Regions from separate parts of the Zea mays genome. Here region 1 is linked to region 2. A link is a contact called in public Hi-C data. All regions are on one chromosome and are shown on one strand. Each heading gives the region's core, a stretch centred on a gene start, on an enhancer-like site or on the middle of the called end of the contact. The rest is flanking DNA. Distances are from core to core; before and after follow the strand shown.

The links. A called contact is a pair of places that touch in the nucleus more often than the background predicts.
Region 1: a contact with region 2 is called in a Hi-C map of bundle sheath, with 2.6 times the contacts expected there. The contact joins the promoter of LOC100275820 here to the promoter of LOC100282243 in region 2. A contact is called at or near these places in 4 of 25 Hi-C or Micro-C datasets (bundle sheath, endosperm, leaf and 1 more).

What each region holds. Positions count from the first base shown.
Region 1 is chr5:172,883,426-172,890,106 of Zm-B73-REFERENCE-NAM-5.0, forward strand. It overlaps LOC100275820, which reads right to left and starts at 4,063. Exons shown (of 8, transcript NM_001149814.3): 1 at 3,620-4,063; 2 at 2,749-2,863; 3 at 2,528-2,641; 4 at 2,342-2,428; 5 at 2,154-2,230; 6 at 1,937-2,064; 7 at 1,719-1,843; 8 at 1,069-1,376. The coding sequence starts at 3,840. The coding sequence ends at 1,299.
Region 2 is chr5:172,537,847-172,544,782 of Zm-B73-REFERENCE-NAM-5.0, forward strand. It overlaps LOC100282243 (ATPase inhibitor), which reads left to right and starts at 1,714. Exons shown (of 3, transcript NM_001155155.2): 1 at 1,714-1,985; 2 at 2,108-2,209; 3 at 2,327-2,690. The coding sequence starts at 1,824. The coding sequence ends at 2,353. LOC100282130 reads right to left here and starts at 1,065. Exons shown (of 9, transcript NM_001368938.1): 1 at 729-1,065. The coding sequence starts at 820. LOC100281259 (SOUL heme-binding protein) reads right to left here. Exons shown (of 7, transcript NM_001154178.2): 7 at 6,859-6,936. It overlaps TRNAC-GCA (transfer RNA cysteine (anticodon GCA)), which reads left to right and starts at 3,239; the gene lies at 3,239-3,310.

The DNA.
Region 1 (6,681 bases), core at 2,813-5,312, 350 kb after region 2:
ACTTGTTCGACTCAAATACTAACATAAAGCCACCACGATATAAAAAAGAACTACTAATAAGGTTCCTATTTATTTCAAGGTCGTGATGCACATTATTTAAAGAGTCTTTCTACAAGTCAACTTCATATAGACTCTTCTTATTCCTTGTACAGCAACCATTGACCTATTGCCCATCAAGGTGGCGTTATTGTTGGTAGCCTGATAAGAACAAAATAAATTTAGATCAAAACAAACATATACATTGGCTCCAATGTCTAACCATCAATCGATGGATTGACATGCTAAGAGAATTTCACAAACATACTCAAAATTCTCAGCATCAGCAATAGCCACATTTGCATTTTTTTTGCCATCACCTTTCTTGCCTTTCCTATTGCGGCATTTCCTAGCTATATGACCAGGTTCACCGCACACAAAGGAAGTCAGATCTATAAGGTTTTTTTATTCTTCTTAAAATTAGTGTTTTGCTTGGCCTTTGTTTCGGTTCTTGTTTTTGTTTCTTCCAAGAGATTTACCTTCCACCACGTTGGCACTAGAGGTGTCACTATCCATTGAACCAGAATAAGGCACATCCTTAGATCTCGCCTTCTTATCAACATCAAGAGTGATAATTAGACTTTCAATAGTCATTGCCTCCTTGTGTTTGAGAGTCATGACAAAACTCCTTCAAGTTGGAGGTAGTTTGGCAATGATGCCACCAACCATGAACTTATTAGGCAAGACACAGTCAAAGTGTGCAAGAAGCTGGATTTCATGAGCCTGATCCATGACAGAACGTTCATCGACCATCATGTATTCATGGTATTGGTTATTAATATAAAGTTCACGTCAACATCTGATTCTGCATATTTTCAGTCTAAGGCCTCCTATTAACATCACTTAGATGGGGTGAATAGGTGATCCTCCAAAATTATTACTAAAAACAACAAACTTAATATAGAATAAGAGTTAGTGCAATATAAATCAAGTTTGAGATAAGAACAGAGAAAAGGTCCTCTTCACTTAATTGCTCTTTTAAGATGTGAATTATACTTTGAGTAATATCACAAGTGAATAGATAGAACTTAGGAGGAGAGAAAATCATAAGAAAGTAAAAATACGGGTGAGACAGACGATTTTTATTCTGTGGTTCAGACAAGCCTACATTTGTAGTGTCCTCTTTTGGACAAGGGTTGCACTCAACTCCTCTCAAGTGATCACGTAGTAACAAACATAACGTACATACAAACATGAGTTTATTGCTGTTATCGGCAACATATTTTCCACGAAACAGACAAAAAGCGTATTGTCATATCAAACTAATCAAAAGGGTCAATCCGTGGATCATGCTCACTTGCCATCGCCATTCCTGTGCACAAGCACGTCGGACACATCACCTGGGAAACATGGAGATGAAACAATAAAGTAAATCCATACTTTATGGAGGCAAACATGTAACTAGAGGAAGATGATATGGATTGCTCTTCCTAATCTGCAACCAGGAATTTCAATATGCACTACCATAAAAACTCCATGCAACACTTTTTAGTTCGATCAAGATTCAGACTATCTGAGTGCAGCATTGAATTTAAACATTAAGACGTATTTGATCTGCGGTATCACCTCATCATTTAACCTAAAGGCGGTACGCCAAGTATGATAAACCTTTTCTATTGTTCAAATCTTCTAGAATGGATCAAACTGACTATTGTGAAACACAAAGGCAATATACAGAATACCTTTCCAGCTCCAGAACAATTCTGACACCTTCCTTTCATTGACCACATATTATGCCCCAATAATGAAAACTGCTTTGTGTTCAATAACATCCCACTAGCAGAACAGCGAGCACATGGCAAGTACCCTATATCGCAGAAGCACGATCAGTCATGAGAGTAAATGTAAGGCTCAGGCTAGGTATGTTTGGATCAGGTAGTGAAAAGTATTTTGTTTGTACCAGTCCCATGGCAATATGTGCATCTTTTCTTCTCTTGCTGCCTGACATTTCTCACTTCGACCAACATTAAAGCTGAGATAACACCAACTGCGCCACCTGAAAATGATGCCACTATAGGATCTACCTGACTGAACAGCACAGCCAACAAAAATGTATCAAACAGTTTTCTAAGTACTGCCACATTAATTCACTATAAGAGATAGGTTCTTCAAAGCACCTCAATTGAAGAGGTAAGTGCAAGGTCCTTATAAAATCTTCATAAGATGTGCCACCCAGCCCTAGTTTCAGTTCAAGCTGCATCAAAAGGCATCTCTTTAGGAAAACCTAATATATGACCTAATACTGATAAGAGATTCTGGTAAAAATAATAGGGAGGTGCAACCACAAAGTGACACATGTACTTACTACTGGGGCTATCAAGCCTCCAAAAATGATTATCCCAGATATGACAGAGAACGATGTCATATAGAGTTGCTTCATAGTCTTTGGTGACTGTTTTGGGGAAACAAAAGGACAAGTTAATAGAAGCTAGAAGAACCACAGATGATAATGTGATAATTTCTCAAAAAATAGATGAGTGCTGTTGGTCACCGCATCAGGCATAAATGGAATAGTTGATGGAATCTCAGGCATTTCATTTCCTTCAGTGTTGGCATCTTTGCTTTCAGAAGTTCGGATACGCTGCTGCACTCGCAACCGTCTAACCTGATTAAATTTTCCATACAGAAAACTTCACCATGGTGTCTTAGCAAAGCTACAAATAGATAGCTAGAACTGGACAAATGAAACACACAGTGTTCAAAACTGAAAACCTCTTCCATCAGAAGGAAAATTTTGTTGCGTCGGCTCATGATGTTGTCTTCAATCTCCTGCGATTGCATTTGAGCAAAGTCCTCGATCGTCTCTGGACCTTCAATTATACAGAAGCTGTAGAAAAGAAACATGAATGATCCTGTAAGGCTGAGCCAGAACGGATTAGCATACTTATTGTTCAACTAAGCTCCCATAGAAAGATATTGAAGCTTAATCTACTAGCACACCAATTAGGATTGTTAGCTTTTGCTTTTTAATACTCCTCCACTACAAGGTTAATAATGTAGTACAGATCTATCAGTTTGATCTGGTATATAAATATCTTCTTTATGATATATTTCTAATATATGATATGAATATATCTCGCTGGATCTTTGATGCGATCTTCCCTCTAAGGTGTAAGCTCTACTTTTAGAACTAGAGCAGGAGGCTCGGAATCGAAATATCTTGGGAAGATGTCCCTAGCAAATGTCCATTAGAATTGGATATGCTGTAAGCTAAACTGGGACTATGGGGGTGTTTGGTTTCTAGGGACTAATGTTTAATCCCTTCATTTTATTCCTTTTTAGTCTATAAATTGCTAAATATAGAAACTAAAATAAAGTTTTAGTTTCTATATTCGGTAATTTTTGAATTAATATAAAATAAAATGTAGGGACTAAACATTAGTCCTTAGAAACCAAACAACCCTTATATCTTCCTAGTAAGCAGCTTGTTGTGCAAAAAGTCTTAAACTTCACGAGTGGATGCTAACGCTACCGCCGCCGCTGCCACCAAACGATAACTCAAAGCTCAACAACAACCCCGTCTCTCGAACCATTTTGTAACTGAAAAAAGGGGGATTTCGACAGCGAATTAAGGTGAAGCAACCTGGAAAGGCCGCCGTCCCCGGACGCCCTGGACTCGCCAGCTGGGGAGCACCGCAGCAGCGCCAGCTGCCGCCGGCCGCACCCGGCTTCTCGCCCTCCAGTCCCCCGCACCGCGTAATGCAGGCCCCGGCACGGCGAAGGCGAGCGCAAAGGAGCGGCGGCGCGGAGCATGCGCTCCCCCGCCTTTGGCGGTGCAGCCGGCGGCGCCGCGAGGCAGGACATGGCCGGCCAGACCAGCGCCGCGTGGCTGCTTGGTCGCGTGGAAGCGTCCGTGACGGATTTGGATAGGCGACGGCCGGCGAAGAGGGTCGGGTACACCGTTCACGGGGGAGGGGACGTTACGCCCTACGCCGTTACTGCGTTACCGCGGGTACATGACAAATGTGGAAAGCCGAAGCATCTCGCGACAGCGGGCAGCGGCATCGGGATTTCCTTCGTTGACGCGCTGCAGGGTGTGGGTGGAAGATTGAAAGTTTGCCCACATAGATATACTTACCTCGTGTTAAAATATAGTTATTTTTAGTTTATTTTTTTTATCTATATTCATTCAAATAACGATGAATATAGACATGCATAAAAACTACATATGTACATTCATATGTTACTTAATAAATATATAATTAGTCTAAAATAAATTATATTTTTGTCGGCGTTTCGGACCCGCGAGAACCGTCAACCGACCAGTGAATTTATTGCTGTGTGCCCCTGCCCAGATGGGTTGATGCAAGATGGAACACAAGAGAGGGAATGAGGCTTATATTACCTTGCACCAGGGTGCTCGTAGTAGATAGGGATGTCAATTGGACGGGTAGTACACGGATATATAGTTCGCGAATCCATACCCGCGAGACAAAACTCAACCCATACCCATACCCGTACCCATAAACGTTTGTGGGTATGGATTTGTATCCATACCCGTACCCGTCGGGTATTCGCTCTCCAGTGGATACCCGTTACCCGCCCGCCCACTACAATTTTAGCATACAACACCAAACAACAATTTTATCATATTTCGAAATAATTATCATTTCAGTAGTGTCGGCGTTTCGAACCCGGGGGGTCCCTGGACCGACGAGTAAATTGTCGTCGCGTGCCCCAGCCCAGATGGGTCGGCGCGAGACGGAGCGCGAAGGGGGGAGAGAAGCCAGAGGGAGACAGACGTAAAAGGGGAAACCCACGGCCTTCGTGTTTGTCCCGCGCCCAGGTCGGGTGCGCTTGCAGTAGGGGGTTACAAGCGTCCACGCGGGAGGGAGCGAGCGGCTTACGCGAGCGTCGTCCCGTCCTTCCCCGCGCGGCCAACCCTCTATAAGAGGGCCCTGGACCTTCCTTTTATAGGCGTAAGGAAAGGATCCAGGTGTACAATAGGGGGTGTAGCAGTGTGCTAACATGTCTAGCGGAGGAGAGCTAGTGCCCTAAGTACATGCCGTCGTGGCAGCCGGAGAGGTTTTGGCACCCTGTTCGTGTGATGTCGTGGCCGTCGGAGGAGCGCTGGAGCCTGGCGGAAGGACAGCTGTCGGGGCTGTCGAGTCCTTGCTGACGTCTCCTTGCTTCCGTAAGAGGGCTGAGAGCCGCCGTCGTCATGGAGCATGCGGGGTGCCATCATTACTTGTTTACCGGGGCGAGCCAGATGGGACGCCGGTCTTGTTCCCCGCAGCCAGAGCCAGCTAGGGGTAGGGTAATGATGGCCCCTCCTGTGACGTGGTCGGTCCGAGCCCTGGGTTAGGCGATGCAGAGGCTCCTCCGAGGTCGAGTCTGTCTTCCGAGGCCGAGGTCGAGTCCGAGCCCCTGGGTCGGGCGAGGCGGAGACCGTCGGCTGAGGCCAGGGCTGAGTTCGAGTCCGAGCCCTGGGTCGGGCGAGGCGGAGCTTCCTATGGCGCCTGAGACCGGACTTGGCTGCTGTTAGCCTCACTCTGTCGAGTGGCACAGCAGTCGGAGCGGCGCGGGTGACGCTGTCCTCTTGTCAGGCCGGTCAGTGGAGCGGCGAAGTGACGGCGGTCACTTCGGCTCAGTTGGCTAAAAGGCGCGCGTCAGGATAAGGTGTCAGGCCACCTTTGCATTAAATGCTCCTGTGATATGGTCGGTCGGCGTGGCGATCGGGCCAAGGTTGCTTCTTGGTGAAGACTGGGCCTCGGGCGAGCCGAAGGTGTGTCCGTTGCTTGAGGGGGCCCTCGGGCGAGACGTGAATCCTCCGGGGTCGGCTGCCCTTGCCCGAGGCTGGGCTCGGGCGAGGCGAGGTCGTGTTCCTTGAGTGGACCGAGCCCTGACTTAATTGTACCCATCAGGCCTTTGCAGCTTTGTGCCGATGGGGGTTACCAGCTGAGATTAGGAGCCTTGAGGGTACCCCTAATTATGGTCCCCGACACTAGCCCCCGAGCCTCGAAGGGAGTGTTAATACTCGCTTGGAGGCTTTTGTCGCACTTTTTTGCAAGGGGACCAGCCTTTCTCGGTTGCATTTTATTCCGGTGAGTGCGCGCGAGCGCACCCGCCGGGTGTAGCCCCCGAGGCCTCGGAGGAGTGGTTTGACTCCTTTGAGGTCTTAATGTGTTTCACGATGCTTCGGCCGGTCTGGTTGTTCCCTCATGCGAGCTGGCCGTAGCCCGGGTGCACGGTCGGGTCCCACGTTCTCGGGCCGGTATGTTCACGCTGTCAACGGTTTGGCCGGAGCCGGGTTTCGAGAGCAGCCTCCGAGCCTCCGCACAGAGCGAGAGGACGGTCAAGGACAGACTCGACTTTTTTACATACGCCCATGCGTCGCCTTTCCTCAAGGAGGAGGGGGGGGGGGAAAGCGCCATGTTGCCCTTGGAGGGCGCCGAACATGGTGTCTCCAGTGAGCTACTGACGGGTAATCCGAGTGGACGCCCGTGCCCCATTTGTTAGGGGTCGGCTAGAGGCCCGGAGGCGCGCTCCAAAAGTACCTGCGGGTGGTCTGCCGGACCCGGTCACCTTTTGACGGGGTCCGAGGGCTCGATGCCTCCCTCTGATGGGATTCCGTTACAAGATCGTTCCCGCTGGTCTCGGAAATGTCCTAGGGTACCTCGGGAGCGTAGCCCGAGCCTTGGTTAT
Region 2 (6,936 bases), core at 464-2,963:
ACTATGGTATCTCAAAACTACATTATTTCAAAACTGCATTCCCAAGCAGGCCCTTAATTGTATTAACCAAAAGCACAGCATCTCAAGCTACATAACCGAATCCAGACACCAAAGCAGATGCCTCAATAATTCACTGCAAGAGTAAAGTAGCTGACAGAAAAAAGAATGGAGTTGAGAATAAAGTAGCCGACAGGATTGTCCGATCCAATGTGTAGGTACACGGAAGTTATGATATAAGATCTTTATAGTTTTATCAGAGGTGATTTTGTACTAAAATTTTTATAGCGGATTCGAATTACATGTAGAAGATAATAATAGGGGCCGTACGTGATAACTACTAGCTACTACGAAATCGGTTATCAGGATAGATACTTGATGGTAAAAATAAAGACACAAAAGTCAATGAGAGGAACTACTTGTGGCACCGGTACCGAAAGCAAACTCGAGCGTGCAAATCAAGCACTAGGGGTGCGCATCCAGTGCAGGTTTCATCAGTATAATAAACCATCACGAACCAACCCCTTGTTAGCAGCAACCGCTGACACCAGGACCACGTGCTACTGAGCATGATAGGAGGGCGTTAGACATCACAACTCCAGCAAACTTGCACGTCTGCGAGACCGCGAGTAGACTGAACGGCTAGGAGTTCGGCTTCTCGGGGGGAGAGGGAATCAGGTGCGGTGTTAACTTAGGGATGTAGGCGGGCAGGCGGGCGGGCAATAGCAAACCTCTCGGCGGTGGCGACGTTCTCCGCCTCGACGTCGGTGCAGGCGAACTGCACGGCGGCGACCGCCACCTTCCTCCCCGCGGCTGCAGCCATCCTCCTCTCCTCCCCTCCCCTCCGCGCGCCTTCCCACTTCACCTACCCCTCACCTGACCTGAGTTGGGACTTGCGACTTGCGACTTGCGACTGCTGTGGTCTCAAGCAAGCAGAGAAATTCGCGATTTAACCCTCCCCCTCTCCTATTCTTTTTTTTCTGAAAACACCCTGCTCCAACCCTAAACCCAATACAATTTCTACAACCTGATTCTTCACTTGCTGTCTGGGGAGGGAGCAGATGTGAGCAATCTTATCAGCAGGACGGCGGGGAGCGGTGACAACTGAGTCTCGACTCTCGAGTGTGTGCACAGAGTAGGGGGGAAAAGGCAGGGAAGAAAGAAAATGGCAGGGGGTGTTCAGAAAAAGAATAGGAGAGGATGGGAGGGGAGGGAGGGGTAAATCGGAAAATAAACATATACCGTTGGATTGACATCTAATGGACGTGGATGGCTGCTTTCACGTCTTGCACAAATGCATATAGCAGGGGAGGTCGCCGAGAAATAAAACCGTCAGTTGTAAGGAGAAAAAAGGCGCCGCCCTGGGGCCTACCGTTGTTGTTGTTGACTTGTCTTGGTATAAGGCAGTCCTTCTTTGATGGGCCACAGGGCCAGTGCTATGCAAGGCTTTGATGGGCTTGATTGGGCCAGAAAAGAACCAGAAACAGGAAAGAATACAAGCGTAGTGCTGTGCCTGACTGCCTGTGCTTCCGTCGCGGTTTCACAAAACCGTGTTCGCTCTCGGGCTCGGCTCATCCTTATCCTCTCACGTGGGAATCTGGCAGGTTCGGAGCATCGGCCTGACACTGACAGACCCTCCCTCCTATATACTATAGTACAAGATAGAGATAAGGCGTACCGATCCGGTTTAAAAGATCCGCTACTAGTGTCACCGGCAACGTGTCGACGCGGTCGTGTGTGTTCCTGGTGAGGAAGCGAACCCTGCCTGCTTACTTGCCGGGCAAGAAGTGAGAACAGCGTGGGGTGCGGAAGCGACCGGACCGGGGATGGCTACAAGAAGGACCGTGGCGGCGAGCGTTACTGCCCAGCGGCCTGCGTGGGCGGCCGTGGCGAGGAGGATGGAGGGCGTGTCGCGCTACTTCAGCGACAAGGCCTCCGGCAGGCTGCTCAGCGAGGAGGAGCGCGCCGCCGAGAACGTCTACATACAGGTGACCGGTTGCCTACTGAGTACTGACTGACTGATTATGTGTGGTCGGGTGCGATCGTTTCGCGTTTCGTCCTGCTAGACTGAGTGAGTTGATCGAATTGGGGATTCGTTTGAGTAAAGCAGAAGATGGAGCGGGAGAAGCTGGAGAAACTGAGGAGGAAGGAGGACAAGGCCAAGGCCGAGGCGGCCAAGAGGGCCGCCGCCGCCGCCAGAGGCGACACGAAGGTAAATATATAGGCGTGCGTAATCCTCCATTCTGCCTAGAACGTTGCTGGATTATGATATTCGTGTTCGTCACTTATATGTACGTGCCCTTGTCGGGTTTTTTTTTGTTTTTGCCAGAATGGTGAGGAGGCTCATCCGAGCTGATTGATCATCGCAAAATCAGACCGGTGCTCCCGTGAATCCTGTGATGCTGTACTACTGATGACACGTAGATGCAAATAGACGCCGTCGTACTAGGTACTACTCTGCATGGAGAGGAACGTTTGCTCTCTTTTGCAACTCTGCTCGTCGTGTCGTGTGTAATCCCATCCCTGTCACGGTTGTGAACTTCGCTTGTAGCTAGCGACGGTTTTGCCTTGCCTTGTCCCTTGTCGGTGCAACTGGAGTGGAGTGGAGGCGTCCTTGAGCCTCTTCCATGTACATAGGTTGTCAATAATAATAATGAATAAATGTAGTCCCCTCGTCGAAAACAATAAAAAAAGGTCCCAGAAGAGTGGATATCTCGCTTTGGCATGGGTCCCGACTTTTTTAAGTTTATACCTATCAACAATGTGTTTAAACCGCAAAACTTTTAATTTTAAAATATATTAAAGCGCTATTTGTCGTGAAGAGTTTACTCAGTCAATATTATGACCGACTAAACATTGCTCAGTTACCATCGGTAGGAACATGATTTGACTTACGATAAATTTAGATCCCTTATTTTTACGACGGAGGTTAATAAAGTAGGTAGTATTGCGTACCCACTCAGCTAGATCCAGACCTGGTGTCGTTAGTTGTTAACCTCCGTCGAGCCTGCAATGCAAGTCCAGACCATTCCTCCACCACAGAATGCACTGCTCGACTGGAGTGATTTGTTTTGAATCAGCCTGGTGCCTTGTGCATGTAATCGTGTGTTTTGCTACTACTAGTAGTCTAGTACCATAGCATAGGAGTACGCTCTCCTTTTTGGACATATGGTGGTGGTATCAGCCTAGAGGATACGGAACTAACGATCTGTCAAAAGTAAAACAGAAGTAAACAGCAAATGGGTCCATAGCTCAGTGGTAGAGCAATCGACTGCAGATCGATAGGTCTCCGGTTCGAACCCGGATGGGCCCTTATTTGTTTCACTCTTTTTTTTAATACCAAACGTTCGATGGTTTAGCGCCTCATGAGCTAAAGCGGAAGAGTTTTTAGTTACTTTTAGCTTCTAAAGAGGAGCTAAATTTTAGTTAGTTTGATTTATCTCCTGGAACCAAACATACCCTAGTCACTCATCTTTTGTAGAGCAATATAAATGCCAACACTGATTGCTCAAATATAATAACTCATTGCAACATGAATGCAATTTCTTAGCTCAATTCATGACTAAACAAACCATTACAATCATTCATGCCGGTTCACACTATTATTCGGTAGTCCGAGTTTGCAGAACAGATCGAACTGAAGTTTACTACACCTTTTTTCGGATTTTTACTCTTGTCATAGAGCTGAACCCGTGCGATCGCTTAATTGATTTAGTGGTCTCGGATTGAGCCTGTAACTCCCCTCCAAGTCCAAAGGGGCCATCAGATCAGCAGCCTGTTCCTTGGTCATTTCTCTTACGTACAAGTAAATGAATCCTTAACTTCTAGATTGTATACTGAGTGGAGTAAACAAGACTTGTTCTTCACAATGTTTTCAGCACATGTGATAATCCATAAATGGCGCAAGGGACAATGTTTGGCACAAGAAGGAAGCTGCCACGGATGCCCCCCAAAGGCAGCGTCGGATCCCACGGAGAAAGAGGATTCATCCTCAAGAGAAAGATCAAGAGAAGTTTAAGTGGGGACATGTATTTGGATATGATACCAAATTGTTACAAACACAAATATTTGGCAAGATAGATCTGGTACTCACCCTCTTGTAGGAGGCCCTTAAGTAAACTTAGATCTATTATTCTTGCTTGCCTTTTAAGGCTCTGTTTAGAACCCCTGGAGCTAATAGTTAAGTTAACAAATTGTTAGTTGGATTAAGCTAGCTAATCAACTACTTGTTAGCTAACAATTAGTTAGGAGTGTTTGGAACCTCTAAAGTTAATTCTAGCAGCTAATTATTAGCTCTAGATATTACAAACAGAACCTAATAACATCCTACCCATCCTTATATAGAGGGATAACCTTACCTTAATAGCTAAGAAACCCTAATAAATCCAATCTGGTTGGTACCATTCACGTGCTACAGTACCTACACATGAACAATACTTGTGTCCGACCTGGCACTGCGTCGCAGGCCCAATGCCCACAACAGTGTACAACCACTAGGATCGTATGACATAGTCCATAACGCACACACAAAGAGGATGGATTCTGATGGAGAACAACGAGAGGTGCATCTCCCCAACCATTGGCATAGACTGAGTGTGCCACCTACGGAGAAACAACATGCTCTGCTCGCGAGACATAGTGTTGCACATGGATCACAATTATACAAGGCTAAGAGTTTGATCCAAACAAGCAGTAAACATACATTGGAGAGTTGCATACTGACAAGTGATTTTATGGAAATCCTTATCAACACCTATTCTTTGGGTGAAAAAAATTTCCACATTAGTGTCGAAAGCATAAAACACATGAATGAAGAAAAGTGAAGGCACAAAATATTACTATATGACATAAAAAGCTTAACATTATGCTATCTCTAGCATCCTTACCTATCTCAACTCATATTTCAAACTCCGCTCTTTAAATACTGCAAGAAACATTAAAAATGCAAAATAATATTTTGTACAACCATATGCACAATCTGCTGACCAAAACCTTACGCCCCGTTTGGATCATTGGAATTGAATTCCATTCTAATAATAGTAATTTAGGTATATATCAATTAAGCTAATTCAGTTTTATGCAAAATATATTGTATACTATTATTAACAAGATGTTTGAGATATTTATGTGCTACATTTTTACTATAGAGGAGTCAGACGAAGACTGTCATGTAAGTTACAGAGTAGAAACAAATTCTACTAATGCATAAAATCATTTCCCACCCTTTACCCCATGAATTTGAGATAGACTTATATCTGAACTTTAGAAAGCGGTGGAATGTCAAATTCCAAACTAAATAAGTTATTTTATTGAGTGAATTCCAATTCCTCTGAAATGAAGGGATCCAAACGCCCCGTTATAGATTTTTAGAGTCCCCGTTATAGATTCAAAACCATATGGCATGGGTCTTATTATAGGCCAACCTTGTGTACTAGTACTAAAATATCACAAAAATGAGAAAATAAAATAAACTTAGATCTTATTATCAACAAAAAAATTGTTGTCCAATTAAGCTTCACGTGTAATCATCATGCAGTCAAACAATCAAAAGTCATGAAAACATCTTTAAAAATTATATATACTTTATTATTTACTCTCCCAATACATCAAAATTTAAAATCTAGTTCATCCAATATTAAGATATGTAAATAGAGAAAATTCTATCATTTTTTAATCCTTCGTATTGGATAAAGTTTTCTATTTTTTATCGCTTAACATACGATAAACTAGAACTTCAATTTTGATATATTTTGAAATATTGATAGAGTAAATAATAAAGTATATCTATAATCTTTTTTAAAAAATTGGGTACTTTTAGTAGTTTCATTTTATTGCGATTGCACAAGAAGCTCGATTGCAGGGCCGGGCCTATGGGTGTGCGACCCGTGTGACCGTACAGGGCCTCAAAAAATTGTCTAATGGGAGAAGGGTCATGTGTAAGGGGATCGTATCCAGTGCACAAGGGCCACACCGTGCACAAATGCACAAAACGAAATCTGGCCGTCCATTTTCCATCCAACGGCCGTCGTAAATATGCAGATGAACCCTCCCGCAGCCTCCGTAGCTTGCCGAGTCTGTTTTGTGAAAAACCCCCCGCACCGTCATGTCGTTGGATGGAAAATGGACGACAAGATTTCGTTTTGTGCATTTGTGCACGGCGTGGCCCTTGTGCACTGGATACGATCCCATGTGTAAGGCCAGAGCACTAGAGTGCCAGAGCCGCTCTTAAGTTTGCCTATATGTCTTCGTGCGATGATTTTGGCGTGTGACGCTTCCATTCTTGAATTTGAGCCCCGTTTCATATTCTCACTCTATCTGTCTGAAGAACGCCAGCAGACTCGTCCAATTTCATTCACAATTCATCCAACGAATATGAAGTAATCAGCGAGCAAGGCAACAGTAGCAACTAACCACTCTGTTTTCATATCTGAGTTTCAATAAAGAAGGCGAGAGGCGAAGACCTGCATAGGAGTGCATGTATTCATTTTTCTCTCAATCTAATTGTAATGTACTATTATTGCCTCAAGAAAATTGTAATGTTCTATTGTACTAATTAAATCCTTGGTATGAAAATCACGCTCTTGATGATGTCTCGGTGATGAGGATTCTAGAATATCGATTTGGCCAACAAAGACTTAGCTACTATAGTACTCAAGAGTGAAGTGTTGGAGAAGATTGAATATGAACATATTATGGAAGATTTTATTTCAAAGAAGAACGAGTTATTCAAATTTACCTATTCTATTACAATGTATGCCATTGCAAGTTTTAGATTGTTATTATTCGCTTTTTCTAAAAACATATAAGTTATACTTTAGAGTTAGCACAGGGCCTCAAATATCTCCAGCCCGACCCTGCGCGGGCTCGAACGCACAACATTTTTTGCTCTTATTATTTAGTTTCCAATACAATAATATATGCATGCGATAATTAACATGT